Regions from separate parts of the Mus musculus genome. Here region 1 is linked to region 2. A link is a contact called in public Hi-C data. All regions are on one chromosome and are shown on one strand. The core of a region is the stretch at or near the end of the contact, and the rest is flanking DNA. Distances in the headings are between cores, read along the strand shown. Region 1 overlaps Hcn4 (hyperpolarization-activated, cyclic nucleotide-gated K+ 4). Region 2 overlaps Rec114 (REC114 meiotic recombination protein).

Region 1 (6,730 bases), core at 167-2,666, 170 kb before region 2:
GTATGGTGAGGTCGCCCCGGAAGGGCGCATGGAGTGACAAGAGAGGAGCCCAAGACCAGAGGCCCATCAGCACCAACCTTTGGGAAGAAGAGGAACTCTTACAGCTGAGTCTAGGTTAAGTAGGGAGAGTGGGAACCCCAACTCTGGGGAGAACCTGACCAATGGGGTCTGACACTGAGGAGAACCACAAGACTAGGCATGGACATCGGTCCTGGTTTCTCCAGTGTGGACTAGAGGACTGGCTCAGAGCCTTTCCCAGGAAAGAGAACTGGAAGTCACATTGCTAGGGAGGAAGAAGTGACTTCCAGGGTAAGAAGTAAGAGCAGAGAGTTGAGACTGCCCTTAGGACATTCTGCTGAAGACAGCAACATCTAGCTCTCGGGATGGGCAGTCTCCAGGGAGCATTCTAAGTCGTTCAGATTTTCTTTGGAATGGCCTGGTGCAGACCTATGACCTCAACTGTTCAAGAGGAGGCTGAGGCAAGAGGCTGAGGCATGTCAAAGCTTGCCTGGGCTGAACTCAAGGCCAGCCTGAGTAACTTAGCAAGACCTGTCTCAAGAAACAATGCAGAGGATGTAGCTCAGCATGGTACAGCACTTGCCTGGCTTATGAGAGGCCCTAGGTTTGATACACACACACACACACACACACACACACACACACACAATTTGAATTTTCCAGTCTAGTTTAGTTCCACTGAGGCCTCAGAGTTATCTTGGGCCGTCTCATCTTTCTGATTGCCAGAAGAACAAGAGCTGTCCCGTGGGGCCGAAGCTTGTCGGGGAGGTGGCGTTTTTAGATTTGGGGAGAGGGGAATATTTCACCACTGGCTCTTTAGAATTGTTAGTCAATGGTAAGGAAAATAAGCCAACCACCGTTTTCCCTGTGGGTCTTCAGTTCTATGCAGACCATCACTCCGTGTTATCATTGTCCCACCCTGCCTCTGCTTGCCCCGTGCACAGGGGCAAGGCCTCAGTCTCCTGCTGAGTATGATCCAGCTCCCTCCACTCTGGCTGATGGGCATCCAGTGAGCACCAGCTCTGAGCCTCACACCTCTTTCCTGTGGCTCACTGTCATTGAGGCTTTTGACTTTAGAGTTGGTGAGAGAACGAAATGAGACAACAGGAAAGCACCCAGGGCCTAATATACAGTAGGCACTTACTACCTGCCCCTATGAAGTCTAGGAACAAAACAGCTGGTGTAACCACCCTGCCTCTAATTCCACCTCACCCTACCCCACCTATGAAGGCTCCCCGCCCACCCCTGCCCAGCCCCAGAGGCCACCTCCACCAGAGGCCACTGTGGTCCAGCCTAGGCTGCCCCCACAGCAGCTGAGTTTAGCCTCGCCTATATCGTGTCAATGGGGTCCCCAAGGAAGCTCTGCCACCTGGCCACAGGGGGCAGTTGTCATGGGGATGCTGGGCGGCCGAGCTGTCTGCTTAGCAACAGGGCTCCCAGGCCTGTCACCACGGAAACAGCCTAGGCAAGCAGTGATGGGGAACAACTGGCCAGGTTCCCTGCTCTTTCCAGAGGCAATCCCCCTCTTTACACAGGCAGGATGTTATTCCCCCACCAACCAGGAAGCTGAAGACTGCTCTTCCGACCCCAGACACCTGCCCTGACTATCAAGGTCCAAGGGCCTGTGGGAGCCCTTTGTAGCCAACGGTTAGGTACAAGAGTGTGAGGGAGAAGTTGGTGCCACACACCTCCTAGTGCCAGGTCTGACCTTGGACTGCTAGAGCCCCACATCTGTCCTCCATCCACTGGTGCCTATGATGCTCTCCTCACGACTGCTCACCTCCTGCCCCCAGCTAATCGTCCTCTCCTGAGGGCCTGTCTGCAGCAAGAGGGTGTGTCGCCTGCTCAGCATTTAGCTGGTTGGAGATCATGTGTCATGTACTGGCCTCCTCCTCCTCTTCCGAGGACTGTGGAGCTGTGGCAGAGGCAGGGAAGAGGGCCTGCATCAGGGTCCTTCCGCCTTCACACATGACACTGGGGATACACCATCTCAACCCCCCACACACACAGGTTGGACGCAGGTACACATCTCTCTGTAGTCAGGCCTCACGCTCCCATGCACAGTTCTGCATATAACTCAACTCCATGCTTCTGTGATGGGGGAGGCTCATGCACGTGTGTTCACAGCTGCTCAAGGGGCAGTGTCCCACTCCCACCCCCACATCCTCACTGGAGGCTCCAGGTTTCCCTGTGAACCTCACCACTCCATCTCTGACCCCCCCCCCAAGTAAGGCGGCATTTGCTGTAATTTTTTTTATTTAAATAAAATATACAAGACGGTGTGTTTGACCGTTTTTCTGTTTTAAAAGTGGAAGATTTGAAAATTGCTTGTAGAGGTTGTGGGGTAGAAGGTCCTATGGACTGGACCTGGCCTCTCCATAGTCACCAAGGAGTTTGCCAGTGTGTCGGTGTTTATAAAATGCATGTATCAGTAGAGAAGGGTGGCTAGGCCAGGCCTGTTGACAAGAGACCCCTCACTCCTTATCCCAGACCCCAGCTCCTCTCCTATTCCTCAAGGGTGGACTGCAGGTTCTGTGGCGTCCAGCTGGCTCCCTAAGCTCCCTTCCTTGGGGGACAGAACACAGGTCCGAAGACTCTCAGTCTGGGAGGCTTCTCCCAGCCCTGTATAACCTAGGGCTCCTGCAGATTTTCTAGGGCACCAGGGACTTCACCCTCTCTTTCCCTGCAAGCCACCCACAAAGGATTCCCTGTGGCACCCCAGGGCCAAACCTGCTCATGCCACCCTTCTGGCTGCTGCATGGGGATGACAGGCATGGTAGAACCAGCCCCCTCACTGCACGGGCATCAGTCCTACCTGCTCCGACCCATGGATAGGGAAGCTGTTGGCTGTGCCTCCTCCAGGGTCCTGACATCTGCTTCTAATTCAGGGCCAAAGCCACAGATCAGCTTAGCCTCTCATCCGAGGTCCCCATCCTCTATGTCTCCCCCAGAGGCCCTGCCCCACATCTCAACATCACTGCAGTAACCTCTCCTATGCACTCTCTCCTCTAATTCCTTTCTTTACCCACACTTCCCATATCCCAAGGCCTGACTCAAGCCCACCACTGGCCACGCACCTTCCTCCAGCCATGATGGAGGCCCAGCCACCTCCTGAGTCCTGAGAGTTTTAAGTCTTGGAGCCCTCAGCTAAAATCCCCTGGGCTCTCATCATAGTTCACTGGAGCAATGGGCTAAGTTTATGAGGGGGGGGGGTGGTGAAGAAACATGATTTATTGAGCACCTACTATGCTGTGTGCCAGGCACTGGGCTGGGCGTTTCACATCTTTTTCTTATCTGGTTCTCACTGGTCATTGTGAGGCAGTTCCATAGTTCTTATTTTACTAATGAGGGAACAGAAAGGTCAGATAACTTGCCCAAGGCCACACAGCTAAGAAGTGGCAGAACTGGGATTTGAACTGAAGTCTGACTGCTACCAAGCTCCCATCTCTTCCTCCTGTACTTTGCCTAGGGACCAAAAGCTAGGGCTGTACCAAACACAGTTTTCTGATGGGAGGAATACAGGCTTTAACCTTAGGGAGGTTGATTTGCAGCTCAGACCAGACCAGCTCTGCCACTCCTGGTTATGTGATTCTAATCAACCCTCAGTTTCCTCACCTGTGAAATGGGAGAAACCATAATCCTCACCCCCCAGTCTGTGAGTATGTATAACCAGTGCTTGGCACAGAACAGACTCAATAAATAGACGTTCCCCTCCCCTCCCGTTGTACAGCTGGAGAAACTTCGGGCCACAGAGGTGACAGGTGTGCTTGAAGCCCTGGGAGGTGAAAGGCTCGGCCTGGAGTCTTCCCCTTCCATGGGACTAGAGGTTGGGCTAGAACTGGGTTGCAGCCCAGAGATGGGGAAAGAGGGTCTGCTGCAAGGTTCCAGGGGTCCCCTTCCCTGAGGGCTGGGAGAGAGAACTTCCCCCAGAGCCTGCAGTGCCCAGCCTGCGGGCCACAGCAGATTGCTGGATGTAAGGTGACCTGGGTGTCCTGGCAACATGGGATTAAACTAGACTGCACACGAATGTGCACACATGGAAGCTGATATCTACACGGCTCTACAGAGCACTACATAGCTATACATAGACACATCTTACATACATATACATATTCATATACATATCTTGCTACGTTTACAGTAGAAAAAAAAAAAGCAAGGCCCTCAAGGGCCCTGTGTGTCCCAAGGAACTTGGGCGCAGGAGGCTCCTGGGAACACACTCCAGGGCAGCCCCCAGCAGAGTGGGCTCCAAGTTCACAGCCAAGGAACTGATTGATGGTAGGTAGCTCTTGCTCTACAGAACAATACAATGACAGGTCTATGCTAGGACCCAAACACGGGTCACCCCACCCCTGCCCTGTCCCCAGAGACCCCGCCTGTCTTCCTTTGGCTGTTGCCTTTGGGCCTTGTCTGCTCCCCCCTCCCTCCCTCCCTCCCTCTCTCCCTCTAGTGCTGAGTATTAAAATAGTCTATAAAAGCAAGTGACCAAAAATCTATAGCTCTAAGAATACCTGGTTATTTTCTGCTGTCTTTTTGTTTTTCTGGGGTATGTTTTTTTATGGTTATTATTGTTGTTGGTATATCTCCTAATCACAGTTAAACCTGAAGGAAGAAAGGAGCAAGAAAAAGAAGAGGGAGGGAGGGCCCAGCTCATAAATTAGACGGCAGTTTGGAGCGTACTGGCTCAGACCTAGCGCCAGGTTCCCTCTGGGGTGCAGCAGTAGTCAGAGGGGGCCCTCCAGAAGAGGCGGCTCTTGCCCCAAACAAAGAAAGTGGGGGTGGCAAAGAACCTGAGGATGTCTTCCGAGGCAAAGTGACATGTTGGCCTGGGATGGCACCATATGGCCTTCCAGGAGGCCCAAGGCCCCCACTACTCCCACTGCCACCCCCAGCTCTGGGGTAGAGTGAGAAGGCAGCCACCGACTCCCCTGAGGAGTGAGGCGAGGCCCTGCGGAGAGTCTGTGCCCCATCCTGGGGGAGGGCTGGCTGAGAGGCTGAGATGAGCTTCAGGTCCTGTGTGAGGCGGCCAGGGGTGAGGGGTGGTGTGCCCCTGCGCTGTGGGACCTGGGGAGGTGGAGGGCTGGATGCAGGTGGCAGGAGCAGGGAACCATGGGAGCCAGAGGCCCGGGGTGGGGCACTCGGGAAAGTTCTTGGGGGCCCCGGGCTGTGGCCCGGAGGACTGAGGCCTCCTCGGGGGGTAAAGGCTACAGGAGAAGCCCCTCCAGAGGCCCCTGCCATGAAGGATGGTCGCTCAGGCCGTGGGGGTGTCTCTGGTGTACTTGATGGACCAGCTGCCAGACCTAGGGACAACTCTCCAGGAGGCTGGCCCAGCTGCCCAGGGCTGGATGATGGTGACCTGGAGGAGGGTGGGGGCGGCAAGAAGTGCTCCAGGAGTCCCAGACCTCCTCGGGCCCCAGGCAGTGGGGGTGGTGGCTGGGCAGCCTGTGGAGAGCGAGCGCCTGGTTGCAGTGGGGTGAGCAGCGGGGAGTCAGAGGATGACAGGGAGCCACCCAGCGCCTTGTGAAAGTGGCCGAACCCAGTGGTGGAGGCGGCGGCGGCAGTGGAGGTGGAGGGTGTGGGGGCTGGTGGGGAACCGCAGGCTCCTGGAGGTGGGGAAGAGCTAGAGGAGGGCAGGAGAGGGCTCAATCCAGGAGGTGCAGAGAATCCAGCCAGCTGTTGGATGTGGAAGGAGGATGAAGACGGTGTGTCCACCTGTGAGGGGCTGCTGGCGGGTGAAGCAGAGCCCAGAGCTGAAGGGATCAAGGACTGCAGCCTCCTTGGGTGCCTCGGTGTCTGTCCAGCCCCAAGGTTGCCCAGCCCAGGTCCGGGAGGGGGCCGGAAGATGGCGGCGGGCAGGCGGGGGTGGTGTGTGAGGGCTATGGCCACCGAAGTAGTAGCAGCAGCAGCCTGCAGTGGCGCCTGGATCAGCGGGGTCCATATAACAGGCGTGGGGGTTGGGGTGGCTGAGGCGGCAGCCTGGACGCGGTGAGCACAGTGGGCCATCTCACGGTCATGCCGCACGATCTGCTGGATGATCTCGTTCTCTTGGTAGTTGAAGACGCCTGAGTTGAGGTCGTGCTGCACCTTGTGGAGGAGGATGGAGTTCTTCTTGCCTGAGCCATAGAACAAGAGCCAGACACTCAGGCCACGCCCAGGAAAGGAGACTTGGAGTCTGCATGCTTGCCGCCCTGCCCTCCCGCCTGCACATCCTGCTCCTCACCTATGCGGTCCAGGCGGTCCAGCGCAACCGTCTCGAAGGCCCTCCGCATCATGGGATACTCCTCCAGCACCTCATTGAAGTTGTCCACGCTCAGTGAGTAGAGGCGGCAATAAGTATCCGCTCTGACGCTGGCTGTGCGCCGACCCCGGGTCAGCAAGCAGATCTCTGTGAGCACAGCAGGGCTCAGGGTCAATCCGACAGGAAATTTCCAGGCCTCCCAGAGCTGCGTGATTCTGACCTTAGTCTCCACTGGTAGTTGGTACAATGAACTCACTAGGCTGCCTGATAGGTTGTAGTCATACTGGGTACCAGCAGCACCCCTATCAACTGGGTGTCTAGTTGTTTCTCTCTCTGGGGCCAACCCCTGGTCTCAAGGTGATCTGGAACTTAGAGGTGGGGCTTTGGGAGGTGATTCATACCTTTATAGAAGAGGCTAGAGAAGGGGCAAGTCAGATGGCTCAGCAGTATGGCACTTCCGGGCCAAGTCTGATA
Region 2 (6,340 bases), core at 2,313-4,812:
AGTAAAACACTCATACACAAAACCTAAAAATTAATCTAAATAAATAAGTGGGATCACTTGTTACTCCTTTGGGCTGTCTCTCCAGATGTGAAAACACTGTTTTCATTTCCCTCTTCCTTTAGAAGTCAGGAAGCCAGAGTCTCAGACCAGCATTCTAGAAATAGCCCACAGGGGAGTTATTTCCCAAGACTTTGGCCATAGTTTCCAGCCACTCTTTTATGTCAGTAAGTCCTGCTCACCCCCCCCCCCCACACCTGCTTGTCTTCACCTGAATGAGACTCAGTGAACTAGCTTGAGGCAGTTTAGTCCTGTCTTCTAGGAGCCTGGGTCACCCCTAAGGTGATGGAGCTCCTGGTGTTTCGCTTTCATCTTTTTATCTTTCACACTCAGAGCTAATGTTCTACAGAAAGAAATCTCCTCTTTGTTTACCATCAAGAAATAGTGCATTCCTGTTTAAGTGAACCTCTAACCTTCAAACGCTGTTTTAATCCAGTTAGGTTTTTAAAAAAATGTTCCCTCTATCAGTCTGAGAATTTTCAAGAGGGGGATTTAGTGCAAGTTTTTGATATGAAGTCATTCCTAGATTAAACTCTTTAAATTAATGCCAGTTCCCTCCCCTCCCCTTCCCTCCCCTCCTCTTTTCTTTTTCTTTTTCTTTTTTTAAAGAATGATTTATTTTATGTATGTGAGTACACTGTAGCTGTCTTCAGACACACCAGAAGAGGGCATCAGACCTCATTACAGATGGTTGTGAGCCACCATGTGGATGCTGGGAATTGAACCCAGGTCCTCTGGAAGAGCAGTCAGTGCTCTTAACCACTGAACCATCTCTCCAGCTCACCCTTCTCTTTTCTTCTGACAGAGTTTCACTGTACAGTCCAGACTAGCCTTAAACTCATAATCCCCCTGCCTCAGCTTCCTGAGTGCTATATACATCTCCTTTGTAGTCATCTTCCCTTTGAACCGTCGGCAGCAACGACAAGATAGCTGGGTAAGCAAGAGGAAAAACATTTTACTACTCTACGTTACTTTCCCACTTGCACATAAGCTTTAGATTTTATGCAATGCTTACCGAAGACGGCCCCGCTACTCTCCTGGGAGGTATGTGAGCCCTGTGCCTTGACTCCCCTGCCTTGTCTCTCAGCTCCCCTTTGGAATCTGAGATCATCCCCAGCACCTTAATGAGGAACCGGTGTGCTGCTGTTCCTTCTTGTGGGCTGGGGGATTGGTTGGTGTAGGGCCAGGGCTGCCCTCTGCTTCCAGTGAGTGCCAGGGGACAAGCTCTGTGTCCTTACACTGTGGAAGGAGTGAATGAGCAGAGGCAAGTGAACCCACTTCCCAAGCTGAGGCTCCCCTCCTTCTACGGTCATGCCAGAGATGCAGTCCAAGGCTTGAGTTGCCGTACACAGTCTGATCCTAGAAGAGGTGTATAGGCTGTGAACTTGGGAAAAACAAAACATCCACAGAAGTGTGTCAGTCAGCCACTAACCTGCAGCACTCAGTTGTCTTACTTGCCTGCCTAACACTCTTTCCAAACTGATGACGGTGGTGGCTTGTCCTGGATGCTGACTGTGACATTTTAGTGTAGAAAGGGAAAATACACTCAGAGCCCCAGAGCCCTGGAATCGGGATTAAGTTCCTTTTTCAGTTCAGGGAAGCTGCCTTGGCAGAAGTGAGATGACTGCCCTGGGCTAGAGTAAATAAGTGTCTCTTTCAGTGTGGCTTTGTTGAATTTTGTGATTTCACAAGTTGTTACTAGGTCTTAGGCAGACTCTTTGCTGGACCACAGCCCTTTAAACTATGGAAATTATTCCTCATTCCAGAGGGGCTTACGGGACAGTCAGCTTCTAATGGAGAGAGTGTGTGTAAGCATTTGGCTTCCATCTGCATTGTTTTATGGTAGAAACCCATCAGTGTTCCGCTGTCCCTCTCGGGTTTCCCAGCATCCTAGAAGTCAGTGTCCTTCACGTTTCCTGTGAAGTACTGCTGAGATTCTGTCTCTGGTGGTACTGCCATTTTTCTATATGTTGTAAAAATGTTAAATCTTTAAAAATCTTCTTTTAGTCTCTAATTGGCTTAGTTTCATTAGGATGCAGCTTGTAGGAGTTAAGTTCACTGATGTGCGATAAACCTCCAGTGTACTGTGGAGCGTTCCCTTGGGCCACTGCATTCGTGGCTGGTTTCTGTTGCTGTGACAAAATACCCTCCCTGCTCTTCTTTCTGGTCCTGTCGATTTGTCTGGCCTCACGAGAAATGTGTTCTTTTGTGTCTGGCTTCTGTACCTCTGCATGGTTTTGAGGCTTGTGTTTGTTGTTGAATGAGTCGTGTTCTTTACCGTTGGCCACATTTCACTTATGAACGTACCGCAGTTTACCCATCTCTCCGTGGATGGATGGTTGGGTTATTTCTAATTTGGGACAATTATAAATGAAGCTACTGTGAACATTTTGTTGATTTTGTTCTTCGTTTGTCAGAGCAGACTGTGGGTAGCCATGGCTATTCTGGACCGCAACTCTGTAGACCAGGCTGACCTCAAATGCACAGAGATCCGCCTGCCTCTGCATTTCAAGTGCTGGGATTAAAGGCGTGTGCCACCACCACTGCCTAGCCAAAACTGTGAACATTTACCTTCAAGGTTTCATATATTACCTCAACTTCTCTTGGGTAATACCTAGGTATAGGATTATCGAGTAGTAAGTGAGTATTTGAGTATTTAATTTTATAAGAATTTATCGAGTAGTAAGTGAGTATTTGAGTATTTAATTTTATAAGAAACTCCTGTGCTGATTTAAGGCGATTGGAGGATCTGGCTCTCCCAGCAGGCATGCTTACTTGAGTGCCAGTCTGTGCAGTTCCAGTTACTCTGCAGCCTGTGCTCTGACATTGAGGTGTAACTCTCCTCCTGGATGCCTGGCGAAGCACGTAGTTCATGTGGATGTTGGTAGCCTCACTAATTGTGTCTCCCAGAAGCCTTTCTAGGGTTGCCCTCGGTGACAGCTGCATATCTGTCTCCCCAGAGGCCAGCAGCAGTGTAGCCTCTAAGCACAGAGTAAGGACTCCTCTGTGTCTGAGTTGTCACCCTTTACCGTTTTACGGGGCTCATCTAAATTGATGTGTGCAGTTGTTGGCTATTCTATGAATCTTTCACAGAGAAATTTGGGTCATTTCTAGTTTTTAACTATCAAGTCATGCTATTAAAAGCATTTCAATATGTATCTTTTGGTGAACGCTGTATGTTGTTTTCCAGTACTGCCTAGGAGCAGACTGGCTGAGTTTATAGAGCAGTGCTTCTCAGTGAGTTCTTAAGGATTTGGGTCTTTTGTTAAAATGCAACTGTGGGCTGAGGAGATGGCCCAGCAGGTAAAACTGTTATGTTCTGACCCCCAGCACCCTGAATAGCTGTGGCCATTTTGTTTCATGCCTGCCAGCTATTTCATATTGTTGCTGTAACATGTCTGCCGGTCATTGACACAGAGAAGTGACATGGCTCAAGGACACGCTGACCACATTCCCTGTTTTGTTCTGTATGTTCTGAATGTTCTGTATGAGGCTTGATAATCTTATGAAATTCCACAAAGCCTTATGTAGGACCCATCAAATCAAAGGTCAATTTGAACTGTTGTGTTGTCTTAGTCAGGGTTTGTATTCCTGCACAAACATCATGACCAAGAAGCAAGTTGGGGAGGAAAGGGTTTATTTGGCTTACACTTCCATACTGCTGTTCATCACCAAAGGAAGTCAGGACTGGAACTCAAGCAGGCCAGGAAGCAGGAGCTGATGCAGAGGCCTTGGAGGGATGTTCTTTACTGGCTTGCCTCCCCTGGCTTGCTCAGCCTGCTCTCTTATAGAACCCAAGACTACCAGCCCAGAGATGGTCTCACCCACAAGGGGCCTTTCCCCCTTGATCACTAATTGAGAAAATGCCTTAGAGTTGGATCTCATGGAGGCATTTCCTCAACTGAAGCTCCTTTCTCTGTGATAACCCCATCTGTGTCAAGTTGACACAAAACTAGCCAGTACAATTGACCCCTTGTCAACTTGACACACAAACACATCACTAGTAAGCCTCAACCCTTACATTCTTATCCATCCCCAAGATCTAAATAACTTTAAAAGTCCCACAGTCTTTACATATTCTTAAAATTTCAATCTCTTTAAGATATCCATCTCTTTTAAAATCCAAAGTCTTTTTACAATTAAAAGTCTCTTAACTGTGGGCTCCACTAAAACAGTTTCTTCCTTCAAGAGGGAAAATATCAGGGCACAGTCACAATCAAAAGCAAAAGTCAATCTCCAACCGTCCAATGTCTGGGATCCAACTTACGATCTTCTGGGCTCCTCCAAGGACTTGGGTCACTTCTCCAGCCATGCACTTTGTAGCACACGCTTCATCCTCTAGGCTCCAGATGCCTGTACTCCACTGCTGCTGCTGCTCTTGGTGGTCATCTCATGGTACTGGCATCTCCAAAACACTGCATGACCCCTTCAGTCCTGGGCCATCAATTGCAACTGAGGCTGCACTTTAACCAATGGCCTTCCATGGCCTATCACAGTGCCAAGCCTCAGCTGCTCAACTCCTTCATGCCTTCAAAACCAGTACCACCTGAGTGACCCTTACACATTACCAAGTCCAGCCACAGCACAAGGTACAACTTTGGCTATATCTGGAACGCAGCCACTGTGCTCTCAGAAAACACTTCCCAGAAGATGTCACCTCAATGATGCTGGTCTCTTCTTAATCACCGCTAATTTCTTAGCTCCAGCTAACCAGCATCAATAGTCCCAGTAATGCAAAGTTTTTGCTTTGGTAGTTCTGGTATCTTGTTAATCACAGCTGATTCTTCAGCCCCAGCTAACCAGAACTACAGAATCTTCACAATCAAAACAGCAATGGCCCTGAAAAGAGTCTTTAATTTTCCCTCTGAAATTTCACAAGCCAGGCCTCCATCTTCTGCACTGTTCTCAACATTATCTTCCAAGCTCTTACAAAACATCTGACAGAGCTCTTAACAACGAATGGATCTTCAAGCCCAAAGTTCCAAAGTCCTTGCACAGACCTCCCCAAAACATGGTCAGGTTGTCACAGGAATACCCCACTCTGCTGGTACCAATTTGTCTTAGTCAGGGTTTGTATTCCTGCACAAACATCATGACCAAGAAGCAAGTTGGGGAGGAAAGGGTTTATTTGGCTTACACTTCCATACTGCTGTTCATCACCAAAGGAAGTCAGGACTGGAACTCAAGCAGGCCAGGAAGCAGGAGCTGATGCAGAGGCCTTGGAGGGATGTTCTTTACTGGCTTGCCTCCCCTGGCTTGCTCAGCCTGCTCTCTTATAGAACCCAAGACTACCAGCCCAGAGATGGTCTCACCCACAAGGGGCCTTTCCCCCTTGATCACTAATTGAGAAAATGCCTTAGAGTTGGATCTCATGGAGGCATTTCCTCAACTGAAGCTCCTTTCTCTGTGATAACCCCATCTGTGTCAAGTTGACACAAAACTAGCCAGTACATGTGTCCTAAATGGCTTGAGTCAGAGCTGACCACCGGGCAGCCCTTCCTGTACCTACATATGAGCTCACTGTGGCTTTTGTGGCTGACACTGAAGAATGCTACTAATAAGCCAAACATTTATGATTATAATACTCATGCTCTGTTATCTCAGTGTTCTGAAATTCCCGTTCACCACCCATCCACCACCCCCCTTACCTTACTCAGAACTAGTCAGCCTAAGGGTCAGTTTGCCTAGTGACCCAACTGCTCCTCTCCTTGCCCCTTAAACTTTTTTACCTGTTTTTTCCTATAAAAATTCTACTCTGAGAGCAGACTAGCACTACGGTTAGGCTCCCAAGTTCTTTTTGTGATCCTGGATATCCAATATTACCATCTGTGCTTAATAAACCATTCTTGCTTTACTGAGTTCTCGCTCTTGCCGAGTCTGCTCCATTCTTGCTTTACTGAGATCGGTGCTGGTTTGGTTTAACTTGGTGATTCCTGAATCCCCACAGACAGCACTGGCTATACAAGCCCAGTGACCTGAGTTCCAATCCTGGAACCTGCATAAAAAGCTGGATGTCCTTTCTCCTCGTTGGGCGTCTGAAGGCAACGCAGGTCACCAGAAGCTCTACTGGAGTCACCCACGGAAGTTCAGCCAGGGTTCTCGCTCTTGCCGAGTCTGCTCCAACCGCCGCGGTCTGATTCCCAAATACCGGCTGAACATGTGTCGCCAGTGCTTCTGGCAGTACGCGAAGGACATAGGCTTCATTAAGTTGGACTAAGCGACCTTGAATGGATTGTTCGACTGACTACCAAGTGGAACGGATGATGCTAGTCTCTGTGCACAA

Evidence for each region. Hi-C and Micro-C count contacts between places; a contact is called where the count stands out from the background.
Region 1: a Hi-C map of olfactory sensory neurons shows a contact between it and region 2, with 4 times the contacts expected there. The contact joins two enhancer-like sites. A contact is called at or near these places in 1 of 39 promoter capture datasets (liver), 6 of 15 datasets of contacts at CTCF or cohesin (embryonic stem cells, hippocampal excitatory neurons, liver and 2 more), 130 of 484 Hi-C or Micro-C datasets (3T3-L1-derived adipocytes, the AML12 cell line, the AtT-20 cell line and 60 more), 17 of 115 datasets of contacts at active chromatin or transcription factors (the NIH/3T3 cell line, astrocytes, bone marrow-derived dendritic cells and 8 more) and 2 of 9 other capture datasets (adipose tissue and embryonic stem cells).

Annotation. Positions count from the first base shown.
Region 1 is chr9:58,858,702-58,865,431 of GRCm38.p6, reverse strand. It overlaps Hcn4 (hyperpolarization-activated, cyclic nucleotide-gated K+ 4), which reads right to left. Exons shown (of 8, transcript NM_001081192.3): 7 at 6,239-6,403; 8 at 2,257-6,131. The coding sequence ends at 4,669. Among named protein-coding and RNA genes, the nearest start is that of Hcn4, 39 kb to the right of the region's middle. Within about 2 kb of position 1,416, at least 20 of the 459 cell types and tissues checked have an H3K27ac peak or open chromatin away from gene starts, as enhancers often do. A contact at or near this core is called in olfactory sensory neurons, where this site is marked.
Region 2 is chr9:58,695,778-58,702,117 of GRCm38.p6, reverse strand. All of the region lies in intron 2 of Rec114 (REC114 meiotic recombination protein), which reads left to right. It also overlaps the pseudogene Gm20620. Among named protein-coding and RNA genes, the nearest start is that of Rec114, 43 kb to the left of the region's middle. Within about 2 kb of position 3,562, at least 5 of the 459 cell types and tissues checked have an H3K27ac peak or open chromatin away from gene starts, as enhancers often do. A contact at or near this core is called in olfactory sensory neurons, where this site is marked.